Linked DNA regions of Ovis aries: region 1 is linked to region 2. Evidence: chromatin contacts called from public Hi-C data. All regions are on one chromosome and are shown on one strand. Each heading gives the region's core, a stretch centred on a gene start, on an enhancer-like site or on the middle of the called end of the contact. The rest is flanking DNA. Distances are from core to core; before and after follow the strand shown.

Evidence for each region. Hi-C and Micro-C count contacts between places; a contact is called where the count stands out from the background.
Region 1: a contact with region 2 is called in a Hi-C map of hypothalamus, with 1.9 times the contacts expected there. The contact joins the promoter of LOC101103215 here to the enhancer-like site in region 2. A contact is called at or near these places in 7 of 16 Hi-C or Micro-C datasets (blood, hypothalamus, liver and 3 more).

The regions. Positions count from the first base shown.
Region 1 is chr2:244,537,146-244,540,776 of ARS-UI_Ramb_v3.0, reverse strand. LOC101103215 (SCAN domain-containing protein 1-like) reads left to right here and starts at 1,489. Exons shown (of 2, transcript XM_042244604.2): 1 at 1,489-1,574.
Region 2 is chr2:244,456,013-244,459,858 of ARS-UI_Ramb_v3.0, reverse strand. No RefSeq gene overlaps it. Among named protein-coding and RNA genes, the nearest start is that of WNT4, 36 kb to the right of the region's middle. Within about 2 kb of position 2,443, at least 20 of the 54 cell types and tissues checked have an H3K27ac peak or open chromatin away from gene starts, as enhancers often do. A contact at or near this core is called in hypothalamus, where this site is marked.

The sequences.
Region 1 (3,631 bases), core at 240-2,739, 82 kb before region 2:
CCAGTACTTTGGCCACCTGATGAGAAGAGTTGGCTCATTGGAAAAGACTCTGATGCTGGGAGGGATTGGGGGCAGAAGGGGACAACAGAGGATGAGATGGTTGGATGGCATCACCAACTCGATGGACGTGAGTATGAGTGAACTCCGGGAGTTGGTGATGGACAGGCAGACCTAGCGTGCTGCGATTCATGGGGTTGCAGAGAGTCGGACACGACTGAGCGACTGAACTGAACTGAACTGAATCTAGTTCAACCCCCTCATTTTACAGATGGGAAAACCAAGGCAAAGAGGAGGTAAATGTGGATACTGCACTGTAGGAGTGAGTGGGGGAAGGACCCGCAGTCACTAGGGGAGGTAGGGATAGGGCCATGGCAAGGAGCCCTGGTTCTCCAACCACCTACTTGAGTACCTAGCCATCTAGGAGTTTATGGAAGACAAAAGGTGTATCTTCCCTTCCCCAAGGACATTGGGTCTTGGGGTGATAACCCAGCAGGAGGCACTGAGGCGCCCCTCTTAATTTCCTAGGCCATTTCATCTAGATAGGAGAATGCAAAGGCCAAGTTCCTTCCCTTCAGGATTAAGAGCAAACTGGGAAGGCTGCCTTGGTTAGCATCTCTGCACTTCCTCTTACAGGCTGTGCTATTTAACCTGTGTGCCCAGACTCAAAAACCGCCTTAGTAAAAATCTGAAATTTCAGTTCCTGCGGCATTACTGACTCAACGGACATGAGTCTGAGTAAACTCTGGGAGTTGGTGATGGACAGGGAGGCCTGCCCTGCAACAGGCCATGGGGTCGCAAAGAGTCTGAGTGACTCTTTGACTGAACTGGACCACTGCAATTGGGAAGGTCTTGAGGAAGAGACACACAGGACTAAGATTTAGCCTCCTACGCACAAAGGGCCTCCCCCAAGAGGGACTGCCAAGGTCCCACGGGAAAATGCCCCACTCTCTGGGTGGGCCTAAGTGGGTACATGGAGACACCTAATAGGCTGCGCCCTCTGTCCATCTGGAGTGGCTCTACGGGAAGCCACACCGACCACTGTCTCCCAGCAGCAGCCAGCCAGCCCTCCAATTTGGTTTCTTTGCTCTGGGTGGTGCAAAGGATCAAGGGTGTAACCTCAGGGTGGGGCGCTGACTCAGCTGCGGGCAGGCTCGAGGAGTGTCTCAGTTCCTGCCGCATCCTCTTTCCATTCTGTTGGGCAAAAAACTGCTGGTCAGAAAGGCAAAGGCCTCCCCTGCACTGGAAGAGCTCCTAGGCCGGACGCACCTCTTCGCTCAGTCGGGAGGATTGGGGACCGAGGGAGGCCAAGAGACCAGCAGGGGTTAAGACCATGGAGCTACAGGGCACCGCCAAGGCCTAGAGAGACCCCGCCTCCCCACGTCCCCCCGCCTTGGAACCCAGTTTCCCCTTCCGTTTCCAGCTTCCGGGCGGGGCGCGACTTCCGGTTCCGGCGGTGGGCTACAAAGCTCGGCGCCGAGCAGCTGATTTCCCTTTCCCGGAGCCGGTGGCGGGGCTTGGCGTTTCGCTCCTCTCCTTCCCCCGTTCACCCGGCCTTCCGAGGGGCACCTGCGCAGGTGAACGCCCCTCCCCGCCCCCTGCACCTCCCTCCTCCGCCGCGCACCGCTGGGTGGGAGCGGGCGGCCGGGGCGGCGGCCGTGGGAGTGGGGAGGCCCTCGCCCGTGGGGTGTGCCGGCTGGTCGGCCTGATGTGGCCTTGGGGCCCCGCTAAATGTCCCAGAGAGGAGGGCGTCCAGTTCTGGATTCCCCAGATGGGCCTTTTCCGGCCGGATCTCGGCCGTCTGAACCGCACCCAGGTGGTGGGAGGAGTCGGACCCAGGCCCCTGCAGAGACGCCGGGGATTTTTCTTCTGGGCTGGGTGGTCCCGCCACTTCCTAGCCTTGTGACCTTGGGCAAGTCCCCTTTCTCCGAGCCTCAGTTTGTTTATCTGTGAAGTGGAAATGACAGTAAAGGCCCTACTGGGTTGTCGGGCAGGACTCGATGACGGAAAGCTACTGAGGACCGTGTGGCCTGTAAAATTCAACAAGTGGAGAGGTGGAAGCTGCTTGTTAAAATGGAGACTACTGGGGCGGTGGAGAGTCTTACCGAGAGTTTAACCTGAGTCGCTAAGAGAATCACGTAGGGAATGTGAAACGCACAGTATCAGATAGGAGATAAGGGTTACCTAAGCTGGAGTTACTGACTGGTGAGGATAAGCATTCTGTATGGCAGGTGGCCTTCTCAAACTGATTGGGTTTGGAAGCTGGGTAAATCATGGAGCTGATCATCATCTTCCAAAGCCAGCTTTGAAAACTGGCCTGTTGACAGTTGAGACTGTTCCTAGAAGTCGGGTTTGGGAATGAGAAGTAGTGAAAGGGTGTTTTCCTAAGTGGATTAGGGGTTTTCTCCCAGTTTCGAGCTGGAGGGGAAACCCTGAAGTGTTTTCTCCCTCTTGAGTTGTCATGAAAGTAGCATAGATGTAGTAAAAAAGAAGACAGTACAGAAAGGTATAAGAAAAATGTTTCCCGCTTTCACTGTTCTGCTCGTCAGAGGTAAAAGAACTTCTTTGATAACCTTCCCGGTACTGTTTATAGATACATCGGGTCGTATATGCTTACGTGTATGTGCTTCTAATTTCCCCAGATGAGATTACACTATACGTACTGATCTGTACCTGGCGGAGGGGTGCTATATTATGGAGAACTTTACATATCGGCTCTCACAGGCCTCTTTCATTTCTTCCAAGGCTGCATAGTATTCTGCTGAGTGGCTGACAGTACTTTAATCATTTCCCTGTTGATAAGGGCTTCCCTGTGGCTCAGTGGTAAAAGAATCTGCCTGCAGTGCAAGGGACACACGAGACACAAGTTCAGTCTCTGGGTGGGGAAAACCCCATGGAGAAGGAAATGGCAGCCGACTCCAGTATCTTGCCTGGGAAATCGCTTGGACAGAGTAGCCTGGTGGGCTACAGTCCATGGGGTCTTGAAAGAGGTGGACACAACTTAACGACTATACAACAACATCTTAACCACATTCCTGTTGATGGCTTAAGCTGTTCCCAAGATTTTGCTTTCATACAGTGTTTCATCCAACCTTTCCTTGACTATTTCCCTTTTATTCAAGGCACCCCTGAGTTTGGGGTGTATTCTGCTTTTGTCCTTCTCATCACCCTGGGATAGTTAACTTATTTTGAGGCATGAGAAACACCCTGTTGATTGAACAGAAACCCAGATCATAAGGGAAGTGATATATTCCAAAAATACTGCTACCCAGTTTAGAATCAATTCAGAGCTCCTAGAGGGACTTTCCTGGTGGTCCTGTGGCTAAGACTGTACTCCCAGTGTAGGAGGCCTGGGTTCAATCCCTGGTCAAGGAACTGGGTTCTACTTGCCATAACTAGGAGTTCCCATGCTGCAACTAAAGATCCTACATGCCTCAAGTAAGACCTGGTGCAGCCAAATAAATATTTTTTTAAAAAGTTCTAGGAAATGAATCAGTGAACGTTTAGAGACAAGGTGTTAGGAGCCAAGAACCATTTAACTCAAGGCAGCTGGTCGGTGTTAACGATTGTTGGCTTCTATAAATTGTTACCTAGAGGACAGATTTGAGACTCTTTGATGTAGGAAGGATTTTAA
Region 2 (3,846 bases), core at 1,194-3,693:
AAACAGCAAGAAAACTTTGGTTGGTGACGGCAGCTGAGACTTAGCAAGGTGTCTTGGGTGGGAAGAGAGTACAAAGTCTCGAGCTGCTGAGAACAGAGACCACTGCCCACAGTGTCTTGCCACCTATACCTGCAGCCTGTGCTTCAATTCTAAGACCCATTATTGCCCTCCAGAGCTAGTGATCTTGCTTCTCATATCTCAAAATAACTGAGTATCTTTCAGTTAACCTTCAGCCAAGCATCAGTCTTCTCCATGCCCCGCCCCGTTTTTTTCCTTTCTTAAAATTGGATCATGAACCAAGCCTTCATGCAGGCTCTGTCTTTGGGGACCTTGCAGACGTGTGTAGATAGAAATGTTCTGTGTAGATATGCTCTGTCCGTACCTGCAGCAGCATCAGATTTGATCTGCCAGAAAGGAGTGAAATGGGAGCTGGAGGGAACTGGTTTATTTCAGGCCTTTGGGGGTTGGCTGGAGTATGTGTAAGCAGAGAACTCCTTAAGGCTGTGTAATGAGACTATTAGATGAGATGACCTCCACATCCTCTTCGGGTTCTGAGCCTGGATGGCCGGAATGGGTGGGTAATGGGAGTGTTCAACTTTTCCCTGGGGCATTCCGAAAGATTTCCTACTGCTTGTTTTCTCCTAGTGACCTTTTCCTCCCAAGGAAGGAAGTTTATATCTAGCGGAGTTGAGGTTCTTCATTTTGGCAGTGCTCACGAGTAGAAGATGGAAAAATCAAGGAGTTAGTGGCAGGTTGGTGGGATCCTGGGGCTGGAAGTAGTCTTGAAAGGTTATATCCATATCCTTGTGTACAGGCCTATGAATGTCTGAATTAGAGGGACGCTGAACTAGTCCTGGGGCCCCTACAGCCTGGCCGAGAGGGTCTTGGGCAGGCCTGAGGCTTAGTCAGATCCTGGCCATTTCTCATCAGGCCTGGCCCTTCGGCTCCCTGGAAGCTAGTTGGCTCTCACAGTGTCAATCTTACGTCTCTGTCACCTTTTCTTAACCTGTGTGTGAGCCTCTCCTTGTATCCAGCGTGGTGTCAAGCACATAGTGTGTTCAGATGTTTGAACAGAAGAAAGTCAGGGAGAGGAAAGGGGAGCCAGGAATGCACAAGAAACCAGAAGGGGAAGAAACATGTATGGGGTCATAATGTCATCTATTTGTAAAGCTGTTGGTAAAATACTTTCATGTTCATCTTCGGAAAAGCCTGTGAGGCAAGCAGACCAGGTATATTTACTTCACAAAATGAGAAAACTGGTGTAGGGTCGGGCTTCTGTGAGATTGACAGGCCGAGTCAGAGCCTTCTGGCTCTGAGTCCGATGCGCGCTCTCCTCAAGCCCCCACGTCCGCGTAGACAATGCCCCCTCTCCACTCAGTGGCTCCTGCGGTCAGGAAAGCTAGGGGTGGCGGTCCACTGATGCACACAGTGGGTGGGGCTCATCCTCAGCACCTCTCACGTCCCTTTTCCCTCATGAAGCCGCCTTCCCCTGGGTTAGGTGGTGGTTGTCACTGGGTCAGATTGAGGTAGAAATGACTCAGGGGAAACCAGGCTGACAACTGCTGTTTTGGCTTCCAGATTCAGCAGTCTGGGTTTTGCTTCCTTCATGAGTTTTTTCCCTTCAGATGTTAAAGGGTAAACAACCTTGCTTTGAGACTGGGAAACCGGACGTTAGGAAAGAAGGAGCATTAAAAGGGTTGCAGGGTGGTTTTAAAATTAACATGGAGGCTGTAGGCATTGGAGTAGAAGAGATCTAGGTTTCAAACCATCTGCTACTGAACACTTGTGACTTTGGACAAGCCCATTAGGCCCCTCTCAGCTTCAGCTTCTTCCTTAAAATTGACCAGTGCCCTTGTTAGAGGGTTGGGGAAGATCGGAGATGGGGCACGGAGAACGGCCTGCACGCTGCCCCGGGGTGGGTCCTGGGTTGTCTTCTGCTCTGGGGAGCTGGGAGCAGGAATCCCAGGCCTGGTTCTTGGGAAGCTCACCCCAGCGGCTATAGAATCTGATGCATTTGTCCTTTCCCAGGAGAAGGGGGAGGATGTCTTTAAACTTCTTGCTGGCTGCTGGGCCCTGGGACAAAGGGGAGACAAGCCCCAGGGCTGAGACAATCATGTCTTTATTATCTCAGATGTCTCAGGCCTGTCCCCCGCCTGGAGATATATGGCCAGGAAGGCTAGCTGCATGGCCTCGGCGCAATTCCAGGTTCTCGGAATGTCTGGCTGTTTTATAGCAAACAAGATCACGCACAACAGCCCAGCATCCAGGCATCTCCGCCCCAGCAAGTTCTTTCTCTCCGCCAGCTTGTAAAACAGTGGGACCTACAGCAGTGTGACACAGGCCCCATGCCTCGTGGGGTCCCAGCAGCCTGGTACAGGGCAGCAGTCCTGGGCAACGGTGAACCCATCTAAGGCTCCGGGCACAGGGCCAGCAGTGCAGGCCTGGCCGTACCCAGGGACAGTCTTTCAGGCCAGGCCCCGCCTGGCTCAGTCCTCACTTGTAAGCTCTGGGCTGCCCTGATTCTAGCCCGCTTCTCTCCCTTTTGACCCCTGGGCAGCAGCTGTAGGGAGCCACTGAGAAGGCTTGTTTACAGATGCATTTGGCACGGGCTGGGGAGACCAGCAGTGATGAGTCCTTGAGTTCCAGCTTCCAGCTGCTCCCAGGTGTTGAGGAGCCTTGCACTCTGGGCCCTGAAGAAAGAGTCCTCACTGTTGTGTTTGGCTGAGGCTTCGGGAACTTGGAGCTGAGGAGACCAGGAGACAGTGGGTCAGATGGCCGTCAGGGCATCATTTATAACAAAGCCACGTGGGCTGGCCATTCGGGAGGCCTTGTGCAAGAACCAGGGCTTGGGGGGCCCAGGTCGGGGCTTTTCTCGGGGGCCCTGAAAGGGGAGTGGGCTCCTGCAGTCCTGGGTACTGGTGGATGGAGATGCTTTAATCTACTCTCGACTCCTTTGTGCTGGAGAAGGAACCGAGAGGAACAGCCATAAATCTGTAGCTTTTCAGAGCTTCCAAGGGTTTGAACCCACTGCTCTGCTGCCCTTTATCAGGCTGGCAGCCCACCGTGCGGCTGTCTAGGGCTTGGCAGACGTCTGCGTTGCATTTCATTCTGGAATGCATGCCTCGGGTCACTTGACATTTATTCAGTGCTTTCTGAAACCCTCCTGCCCCTTGCCACGTAAAACAGAAGATCCAGATCTCGGCCTGAGTCGGGAGAGTCCGAGGGGGAGAGTGTGAGCGTTTGAAGCAGCAGCGTGTGTGACACAGTGGACCTGCGAAAGGGGCCCCCGCCCGTTCTCTGCTGCATGCGTCCCTTGCCAGCTGAAGTCTGGGGTGTGCACCCCGGTGCACCCCGCCCCGCGAGTCTCCGCCTGGCGAGCGTTCTCTGCCGTTAGCAGCAGTCATGATGGGCCCTGGCTGAGTACCCGCTGTGTTGTGTGGTGGGCATCATACTAAGTGCCTTATGTGCTTTACCTTCCCAGTGGCTCTGTGGATCCCTGAGGAAACAGTTGGAACAACCCACGCAAGCGACACGGTGGGACACGGTGGAACTGGGATTTATTTGACTCCAGAGCTTTTGACTGTTAGACTCCCCTGGAGAGGAAGTATTAGAATAGCCAGGGGACAAATGGTGTATGTAATGTGAAGTGCTTATTTAAGTCACAAGATTTATTTTGAAATGTCAGATAGAGCTAACAAAGCAAGGGTGTTTTGTCACTCAAAGGCAGGGGGCATAGGTTAAAGGTTGGGAACCCCTTTCTTGCTAATGAGCCGAGCCCTCTCCTGGGTGAACTGGACAGAGCTCTTACCCTTGAGGGCAAGTTGGAGGGGAGTCACCTGCCTTTCC